Regions from separate parts of the Mus musculus genome. Here region 1 is linked to region 2. The links are chromatin contacts, called in public targeted proximity ligation maps. All regions are on one chromosome and are shown on one strand. The core of a region is the stretch at or near the end of the contact, and the rest is flanking DNA. Distances in the headings are between cores, read along the strand shown.

Region 1 (5,283 bases), core at 1,731-4,230, 520 kb before region 2:
CAGGCTGCTATGCCCACCTGACCTTAGGGACCCAAACTCACCCCCCCCCCCCAGCTCCCTTTATTTCTCTTCCCCTTCTCTCTGGAATAGCTGTCTCATTTATACTAAAATTCAGTAGTTATCCCCCTCCCCTTCTCCCTCCCTGGGAAACCTCCATGACTTGACATCTCACTGTGTCCCTACTCTGCCCGTCTGAGTAGATGTGCCAGGTCCCCTCAACACCCTGTCAGGGACACATACAGGTGGATCCATAGAGAATATGCCCCAGGGTGGAGTTTGTGAGTCTGCCCCATTAGGGCCCCCTTGGCCCTCACTGAAACAAGGTCCGTCCAGGAGTGCTTTGCATCTTTTCTCTCCCAGGTTATCAAACAGGTGTTGGCCCGGACCAGCAGCGGGGGATTCTGTGGGAATGATGGCTTCATGCACATGACCCTGTCCAGCCTTCCTTTTGGAGGAGTGGGTAGGTAGCAGCAGAGCTCTGCCCTCCTGGGCTGACCCCCTACCTGCATCCCCATCCTGCTACCTGACCACATTAACTGCAGAAGATGTGCCCCCTTCTCAGTGCCCAGTGCAGCATAAGCCCCTCCCCACTGACTGTCCAACTAGCCTGCCTCTCTCCCACCTCCCTACAGTCTGTGGTGGAACTTTGCAGATATGCTTGCACTAAACATGTGGGTGAGAAGCTACAGAGAGATCACGTTGGTGGGTTTATAAAAACACACCAGTTGCCTCCAGCCACTGAGTTCTTTGTCTCTCCCCCAGACTTTGGCCACCCATCCCCACATAGTTCTGGCCTTCAACTCCATGGCAGGGCCAAATGATGCCTCCTTTAGCCTTCCCAAGTCCCTGCACACCCAGCTCTGGGTGTCTCTGTTTCCAGGAGGCCAGGCATGTGGAGATGCCCCATTCCACCCCCCTGCCACCCCCCGCCCCCAACTTCAAACCTCACAGCTATATTCCAGCAAGCCCACAGGCATGTGACCGGGACAGCTACTTCTCCTTTAGGTCGACTTCCTCACTGAAAGTGCCCTGGTCCTTCCACCCGGTCAGACTCAATATCAGAGCAAATGACAGCATTGTCCGGCTAGTCCTGGTCTGGCCTAGAAGTCCTGCTCTTGTTCCCCCTTAGTCTCTTGTGATGGCTACTGAACTTGAACCCTTACATGTTCCCCCCACCTTCCCCACTTACACACTATCTGGCTGACTCCATGATCCTCTGGCGTCCCTCACTTTAACAAGCCAGCTTCATTACTACCAACTCCACCCAGGCCATGTCCCCTGGACATTCTGGGTTGAGTCCTTGTTCCTTCCTAGACAGTAAGAGCTACACAGATTTGAAGATGTCTGCCACAAACCTAGAAAAAAGATGCCACTCTCACAGAGAGCCTGAGGCAGTCACTTGCCTAGAGTGTTCAGTATGGGGCTGGGATTCAACGTTGGGAAGCCTAGCTCCAGAATTCATACCCATGACCTCAGTTTGCCTGTCCCTAAGGGCACCTGGTAAAGTGGCTGGGGCAAGTTCAGTACTCATCCATAACGCCTTGTGATTAGTCCACTGAACACACAGAGAAACAGGCTAAGATAGCCTACCTGTCAAAGCCAAGTCTATGTGATGTCCCCTCAGTTGGCCCTTAAAGACCTAAAGACCCATGTTCTGTGCTGCCCACAGGAACCAGCGGGATGGGCAGGTACCACGGCAAGTTCTCCTTTGACACCTTCTCCAACCAGCGTGCCTGTCTGCTGCGCAGCCCGGGAATGGAGAAAATCAATGACTTGCGCTACCCACCCTACTCCAGTCGCAACCTCAGGGTGTTGTTGGTGGCCATGGAGGAGAGGTGCTGCAGCTGCACCCTGCTGTAAGCAGGGGTTTTGGGGTACAGGAGCCTGCCTGGGGCACAGCTTCAGAGAAGTGGCCTGCCAGGGCCAAGGCCACAGAGCAGTCTGCTCAGCCCTTCTTGGTGGAGCCCTCTGCCTCCTGGGGCTCCCCTTTTTGGACCTTTGAATAAGATAGGCTGAGGGTAGGAAGGCAGGAAGGGATGCAGTGACCATAGAATCTTCGAGAAAACAGAGCACTTCTGAACTACCCACCCTCTCGTGGATAGTGTTGCAAGGGAGCAGTGATAATCGGCACAGGTCATACTCTGTGACCAGGCCTGTCTGGGTCTTCTCACTCTCAGTTTTCTATCTGCACAATGGAAATAAAACAGCCTTAACAAAACAGCCTATCGTCGTGGAAGTATTAAACTAGGAGGGCTGACTCCAAGCTACAGGTGTCTTGTCTTTTTTGGAGTGGAGGTGCTGCCTCCGTGATAAGTCCAAGACCTTTCCCCAGCTACAACTCACCCCTCACCTCACAAGTTTACTCAGCCGTAAAACATTCCACCAGTCTGAGCTCCATGCTCCAAGGGATGGCGCTTCCAGCCACTCACCTGCTAAAACTCAAAATTTTTGACATCCTGTCTCTACACATGGCCTGGTTTTTGACTAAGTCAACATGTCCTTCCTGGCCTTCCAGATTCTACACCGCCAGCTTAGACACTACTTCCTGAAGGAAGCATTTCTGATCACTCCATACAAGGCATGCAGATTGCCTCATGGTTCTCTAGTCCTAGGGGCAGACTTGACAAAAGTCCTGCTACCCGCGGCCGTTACAAGGACCAGTGGTTAAAGCGCTTGTACGCTGTCGCCATCTTTGCAGTATTCAAATGAGCCCTACCCCTCCCGCCTCCCCGGACTGTAGCAGCGTCCCAAACCGAGGTCAGGAAGTCCCGCCTTCAGGATCTCGGAAGTCAGGCGCATTAACCTCTCTGATACAACATGGCAGCTCCCTACAAAACTTCAAGCATCTGCTCCCATCAGCCAATTAGAGAAAAATATAGTCCTGGGCCCGCCTCCTACAGGACCCTAGGCCAATCAGACCAAAGAAGGAAAGGGCACTATGGAAAAAGGCGTGAGAAGCTCGCCCAATGGCAGCATCCTGAGCTTAGGCTCCGCCTTCCGGTTGAACCGCATCTGGGCCAGGGAAGGAGCCGCAGCACTTCAAGGTGGGTGGCCAGGGCAAGGCGGCGAAGACAGGGTCTGGGTGACGCAACGACAGGGTTGAACGGGGTGTCACCGCTGACCTTATGAAGTCTGGGATCTAGCGCTTCGGCTCGGGACCCGCGGCTTGTGCGTCCTTCCCGAGCTGCGGACCGGAAAGCCTGCACCCTCAGGCGCATGCGCTGCCTCGCCGGCTGCCTTCTGCGTTCATAGGGTCAGAGGTCAAGGGGAAGGTCTGAGAGAAAGTGGTAGGTTGGATCCAGGATTGCTTGGGGTCAAGAATTGGCCGACCCCTACAGGTCAAAGGTCACAAGAGGGCGCTAGAGCGTTGGTGATCTGCCAGACTCTTGGTCAAAATCCCCTTGTTTGCATACATCCCTAATTTTCGGGACCCCTCTTCCTACATTGTAATCCAGAAACTGAGGCCAGGGGACATCATTTGCCCAAGGTCACTCTGCAGGTTGGGGAGAGTTCCAGGAGCCCCTTGGGTTGAGGAGAGGAACTTGACCCTGGTAATTATTTAAATCTTTAAGGGTTTTCTGCAGGTATCTCCTGGATTCCTGTCCTGGTTCCAATGACATTGGGTAATTTGGGAGCAATCACTTAACATGACAGGATGACAGGGTCTATGACATTTGACATGAAGCCTGGCTCAGAGTTATCAGGACCCACTAGGAGGACCCACCAGAAGAACCATCCAGGCTCCTGAATACACTGGTGGTGGTCAGGGAGCCTTGGTGTGAGCGGAGGATGAGGAGTGGACATGGGGAAATGGATTAAATAGGTTGCTTAGGAACTGCAGAAATAGAAGGAACTTGGGGTGCCCAGGAACTGTGAGTCAGCAGAGTGAGGTCAGATTGAGGGTTAGGGGTGCTGGTCTTGAGTGGGATTGTGAGTGAATGGGGCGTAAGGTAGAGGTTCAGAGGAGGGCAGTTTTAGACCCTTCTCTTCCCTTCTCCATGTTCCAGATGTATCGCCTGAGCTCATCAATGCTGCCACGGGCCTTGGCCCAGGCCATGCGCACAGGTAGGGCTAGAGGCCTTTCCTGGGGGTGGGGGAGCAGAGCTTCCTGGTGTGAAATCACCTCTCTCCTTGCAGGACATCTTAATGGACAAAGCCTTCATAGCAGCGCAGTGGCGGCAACGTACAGTGAGTAGCCAATATTCTGACTTGAGCTTTTCTGACCGTCGTCACACCCAAGGCCCGGGAAATTGCTTTGCTAGGGACCCTCTGTGAGCTCTAGTTTCCACTCTGAAAATGAAGGTAGCGATCAAGAGAGACTGTGACTCAGTCACTGTAGTACCATCAAAGGCGGGAGGCATGTGACAGGAAAGAGCTGCTAGGTTATCAGGACCCACTAGGAGGACCTAGGTCCCTCACTCCCTGAACTTGAAAAGCTTTGCCTGGGTGCGCTTCCAAAGCCAGCTTCCATTAACCTCCCTCCCTGACCTCCTGCAGAGTATGTGAATAAGAAGGAACAGGAGTCTGAGGTGGACATGAAGTCCGCAACTGACAATGCAGCTCGGATTCTGATGTGGACAGAACTCATCCGAGGTGGGTACCAGTGAAGAGGGGAGAGGGGAGAGTCAGGCGTGGACGGCCGGAGAGGAGAGCATCCTCTTACCAGCTCTGTACTACTCCCAGGACTGGGCATGACCCTAAGTTACCTCTTTCGAGAGCCTGCCACCATCAACTACCCCTTTGAGAAGGGCCCACTGAGTCCGCGCTTCCGTGGGGAGCATGCACTGCGCCGCTACCCATCTGGAGAGGAGCGTTGCATTGCCTGCAAACTCTGTGAGGCCATCTGTCCTGCACAGGTGAGTCTGCCTTCTAACTACTAGGCCCTAAATCTGATCTGACCCCTACCTTGATACACTCCCCCGGGAAAGACCCTTCTTTTTTCTTTTTTTTTTTGGTTTTTCGAGACAGGGTTTCTCTGTGTAGCCTTGGCTGTCCTGGCACTCACTCTGTAGACCAGGCTGGCCTCAAACTCAGAAATCCGACTGCCTCTGCCACCCAAGTGCTGGGATTAAAGGTATATACTACCACCACTCCTGGCTCTTTTTTCTTTTGAGACAGAGTCTCACTATGTAGCACCAGCTGAAACTCATTGTGTAGACTAAGCTGGTCTTGAGCTCACAGATCTGTCTACCTCTGCCTCTGGAGTACTAAGATAAAAGTATGCACTGCCACAGACACCTGACATTGTCCTTTTCTCGCTTGGCCTAACCCTGACCCTGTGTG
Region 2 (5,280 bases), core at 2,097-4,596:
ATGGGAACTTGCAACAGGATTCCTGAGCCAGAGGGGCCTGGAAAGCTGCGTCTTCAGGGCTGCCGCCTGGCACACTACCACCTGCTTCTTTGATTTCAACCTGGAAAAGCAGTGGTCACATTAGAGGATACAGACATGGAGTGAAGTGATAGCACGTGGAAGACTGACGTCTAAGTCTGGGGTCAGCAGCGGAGCAAGGATTGCCCTGGCCCTCAGTCAGGAACCATTTTCTCCTTTGAGAAATAAAGCAATCTAGTCATCTGAGCAGCCTCAGGATGGAGAACTCTGAGGACGCCATCAGGTCCAGAATGTGAAGAGGACAAGAGTTGGGAACATACTGAGAGCCTGCATCAAAAAGAAATAAATAGGGCTGGAGAGGTGGCTCAGCGGTTAAGAGCACTGGCTGCTCTTCTGAAGGTCCTGAGTTCAAGTCCCAGCAACCACATGGTGGCTCACAACCATCTGTAATGAGATCTGACACCCTCTTCTGGAGCATCTGAAGACAGCTACAGTATACTTACATATAATAAATCTTTTAGAAAGAAAGAAAGAAAGAAAAAAAGAGAGAGAGGAAGGAAGGAAGGAAGGAAGGAAGGAAGGAAGGAAGGAAGGGAAGGGAAGAAAGAAAGAAAGAGAAAGAAAGAAAGAAAGAAAGAAAGAAAGAAAGAAAGAAAGGAAGAAAGAAAGAAAGAAAGAGGACCAGCAAGATAGCTCAGTAGGTAAGGGCACTTGCTACCAAGCCTGACGAGCCAAGTTTGAACTCAAGAACACACATGGTAGAGAGAGTCAACTGTTGTAGGTTGTCCTCTGACCTCTCCATGTGCACTGTGGAACATGCACCCACACACAGATAAATAAATCCAATTATAAAATAGATAAATGAGACAAAATTGCATTTACTAAGAAGCAATGGGATTTAAAAGTGGAAAGGTCCCAGTGGTTACAAAATTTACATCAGACTTGTGTGATCCAAACCTTAGAAGACAAGAAAGTACAGTTAGGTTTTGAGGAGCAGCCTTATGCAGAATTCAGATTTTACAGAAATGCAGGAAACTTACACTTTTTCTTGCTTGCTGCCTTGGGAACCTGGCAGTAGTTCATTGGAGTCTCACCAAAATGATTTCCCCCTACCCACAAACACACAATTGCTGACTTCAGCAGCAGCAGCAAATATCAGAGCTATTTATACTACAGCAGTAGTACTTTTCTAGACTGAACCTAACTGCATGAAAATGTGTGAGGAGGGTTCCTTCAGAAAGAGCCAGGAGTGCTGGCCTGAGCCTGGGATCCTAACCCTTTTGTGGGAAAGGAGGAGCAGGCATGAAGATCATGTGCAGGTACAGAGTTCAGGACCAGCCTAGGCTACATGAGACTGCCTCACAAAAACAAAAAGGTCTACAAAAGGACCTGGGTTCAGTTCCCAGCACCCACATGGTGGCTCACAACTGGTGGGTGATTTGTTTTGGGGGATCTGCCACCCTCTTCTGGCCTCCTTGAGTACTGCATGCTTACAAGGCATGTAAACAAATTCACACATTAAAAAAACCTTTAAAAAGTGTTTTAAAGTTTTGTCATGCCGGGTGTGGTGGCGCACACCTTTAATCCCAGCACTTGGGAGGCAGAGGCAGGCGGATTTCTGAGTTCGAGGGCGGCCTGGTCTACAGAGTGAGTTCCAGGACAGCCAGTGCTTCAGAGAAACCCTGTCTCGAAACCATCCCCCTCACACACACACACACACACACACACACACACACACACACACAAAGTTTTGTCACCCAATAATTAAACCTCTCTTCCACACTGGCTTATTCCCTTTCCTGTTCTTCTCATAGAGGGGAGAGGAGAGCTAGGAGGCAGAAGGTGCTGAGCCAGCTCCTGTTTAAGGTAAATCAAACTGCTGGCATTTGGAAGCACTGGAAACCAGGAGGAGGCCTCTGCCTGGGAATGAGGCTGAGTTAGAAGGTTCCTGTGGGAAGGCTAGAGTCCCACCTTCTCTGTAAATTGAGCAGGGAACAGGATTTCTGGGTTCTGAGCTCTACTAGCTGTGACTTATTGGTGTACAAAGCCAGGCTCCTGTCATCTCCACAGAGATTTAAAACAACAAAAATTCTATGAAGGCTTACTCTAGACCTGACACACTTGACTGGATGAGGAGCCCAGTTTCCCAAGCAGGGTTCTTTGGGGGCTGACCTGTGCCTGGTTTCCTTTAAAAGGTTGATTCCTTTCTATTGGCAACAGTGAGGTGTTGGGGATGTGGGTTAGTTGGGTTAGTGGACTAGCATAAGGCAGGGTGTGGTCCCAGCATTGTATCAGCCGGGTGTGGTGGGGCTCACCTGTACACCTAGCACTCAGGATGTAGAGGCAGGAGAATCAGAGGTTCTCCTAAGTTATATAGCAATTTCAAGGAATTGCTATATAGCTTAGCAATATGGTTGAGAAGCAGAATTCATCAAAACTCTACATAGGTTTAAAGAACTGTCCCTTATCTTACAGAGGGGGAGATCATCAACTGAAAAAATCCTCAATAATGGAAGTCTTTGGTGTGAAGAAAAAAAAATCTCCCAGCCAATCCCAAACTACCAGGCTGAAAACTATCTGCAGAACACGCAAAAGGCCCTGGGTTCTATCCCTAGCCCTGCTGGGGCGGAGGTGGGTGGAGACACAAGTCCAACAGGCCAGGAACACACACTGTGATGGCAACAGTTATAAGCTCTTCTAGTGTGGCACAGTCATCTGCAGGGGAAAAGGCTGGGCAGGGAGGTGCCACCTCCCTTGTATCCCTTGTGGTGCCTGAGCCTGCTGCCCGGGGCCAGCCCACAGGATAGGCACGCGGAGAGGCGGCGCGACGGTGGCCCCTGCTGGCGCTTACTGGGATCACGCGCACTCCTGCGCTTAGCGGCAACAGCGCGGGCCCGCGAGCACCGGGAAGTAACGACGATAACACGTGCACGCTGTAGGCGGGAGGCGGAGCGGCGTCGTCTGGGCTGCGGAGCTCGGGCAGCCCCGGGAAGTCGCCGAGCAGGGCGGCCGGTACCTCAGCGCCCGGCGGGGGGCTGAGCGCACGCAGCAGCGGCTCCCCTGGCTCGGTGGCGCCCAGGTAGGCGTCGGCCAGAACCGGCAACTCATCCCGATCGGCCGCACCGCCTGCGGGGCTCAGCGCCAGCCCGTCCGCGAACACACGCTCTGACCCGAACAGCTCGGCGCCCAGCTCGTCTTCGGGGCCAGTCATGGCGCCGAGCAGCGCGTCCTCCATGGCCACTGGGACCCGAGAACAGCGACACGACGCGGCCGTCCAGCTCGCCTTGCTTCTGAGAGGCTGGACGACCGTTGACCGTTAGGGAAAGGGGCGGGGCCCGTCTCTGACTGAACGGGGCGGAGCCTGGGCTGCGGTGGGTGGGGCCTCTGCCAAGATGACAGGAGCCTGGGTTGTGGTAGGTGGGTGTCTATGGTGGGCGGGGCCTTGCCATGGAGGTTGGGCTTTGGCTCTTGGTGGGCGGGGCCTGAGCATGATGGATGGGACCTGGGCTGTGGTTGGCCCACAAGGCAGCCTTTCGGTATGCTTGGATGGAGGCTGGAGGGACTGGGTATCAGCCAACCTCTCCTGCACCTAGTGGGGGAAACTGAGGCTCCCAGGTGGTGGTTCTTTCTCTCTTTTTTTAAACTTTGAAAATTTCATTGGTGAGTACTGTATTTACATCATTTTCACCCCTCCTTTTCATCTGTTTTTGTTTTTAAGTCAGAATCTTAGTAGGTAGACTTGGCTGGCTTAGAACTCTTTACGTAGACCAAGCTGGCCTGGAACTCACAGAGCTCCACCTGCCTCTGCCTCCCAAAAATTGGGGTTAAAAACATGACTAATACTCCAGGAAATTTGAAGCAGTGCTAGGTGGGAGGCCCCACCCACCCCTGTTAAGGCCCGCCCTGTCCAGGCAGAGATGGCCCCGCCCCCTTCCCTAACGGTCCAACCTGGGGGGGGGGGGGGCATTACGAAACTGAGTTAATAGGTGCTGGGAAGTGAGTTTGGGTCCTCAGCGAAAAAAAGTGCTATTAACCTGTGAGTCACTTCCAGTACATTTATCTATTATTGCTCAGGCAGTACTGGAGATTGAATCTAGGGCCTCCTACATGCTGGGAACTCTGCCCTTGAACGTGTTACCTTGTCTCAGTCTCAGTAGTTGCAATTAAAATCCTGTGCCATCAGGTTTTGCTTTCAGGGTTTTGTTTATTTACACTTAATGCGTATTTGCATATACATTTGTGGACACACCATGGCATTAATCTGAAGGAAAGGAAAACGTTCCAGAGTCGAGAGTTGTCTCTCCTTCCCTGTGCGGCTTCTGGGATCAAACTCAGGTTGTCAGACTTGGCAGCACACACCTTTACCCACTAAGCTACCTCATCAGCCATTTTAGTTTCTTGTTAGTCTGTTTGAGACAGGGTCTTGTTGCGTGACTCTAGTTGACCTGGTGATCACTATTTAGTCCAGGTTGGCTTCCAACTCATGTTTTACTTATATCTTTTAAAGGTAAGGTCTCATGTGGCCCAGACTTCCTTGAATTTACTATGTAATCAAAGGCAATCTTGAACTTCTCATTTTCCTGCCTCTGCCTACTGAGTGCTAGGATAATAGGTATGCACCACTATCATCAGCTTATTTAGTATGGGAATTAAACCCAGGGCTTCTTGCATGCCAGGCAAGCACTCTGTAAGCTAATCCACATCCCACAGTCGGCAGCAAGAATTCCTTTGCACCTTGCATTCCCATATCGTTGAGAAGGATTCTATACAGTGCTCTGGCGGCTTCTTCCAGTTAAAATGAGGCGAGCCCCGACTCAGTTACATACTATGAAAGTCTCTCACCAACTGTTTAAATGGAAGGTGAGGCTGACATCTTGTCGTGCACCAGACTGTCACAATGGCTCGTATCTCCCTATGCTCTCCTGGGTCTGTGCACACATGTTCCACAGCTGTAATAAGCACACTGCATTAAGGGCTAGCCTGAGAATCCTAGTGCATTCAATCAAAAATTGCCAAGAAAGAATGGTAAGGAGTCTCAGACACCTATCCACCAGATAAACACAGACACTGGTATGTCACCAAGCTGGTCAGAATGAAGCCTGGCACCTCCATGACTGCTGCTGTCCCAGTAGGTTGGCTAAAGCTGCCTCTGTCTTGTTATTCTTGTTGGTCACAGTTCTAACCCATGCCCAGCTGGGCACTTCCTTGTGCCAGCTTCCACTTCCTACATCTGGCTCTTGGGGCTCTTGTTTATTTTTACAT

Evidence for each region.
Region 1: a contact with region 2 is called in a targeted proximity ligation map of memory CD8 T cells, with 5 read pairs. A contact is called at or near these places in 2 of 130 datasets of targeted methods (memory CD8 T cells and pancreatic cancer cells).

Annotation. Positions count from the first base shown.
Region 1 is chr19:3,910,471-3,915,753 of GRCm38.p6, reverse strand. Ndufs8 (NADH:ubiquinone oxidoreductase core subunit S8) reads left to right here and starts at 2,980. Exons shown (of 7, transcript NM_001271443.1): 1 at 2,980-3,044; 2 at 4,008-4,065; 3 at 4,138-4,188; 4 at 4,498-4,593; 5 at 4,684-4,856. The coding sequence starts at 4,008. It overlaps Aldh3b1 (aldehyde dehydrogenase 3 family, member B1), which reads left to right. Exons shown (of 10, transcript NM_026316.3): 9 at 361-460; 10 at 1,670-2,263. The coding sequence ends at 1,860.
Region 2 is chr19:3,386,923-3,392,202 of GRCm38.p6, reverse strand. It overlaps Tesmin (testis expressed metallothionein like), which reads right to left and starts at 3,346. Exons shown (of 9, transcript NM_001039657.2): 1 at 2,870-3,346; 2 at 1-100. The coding sequence starts at 3,253.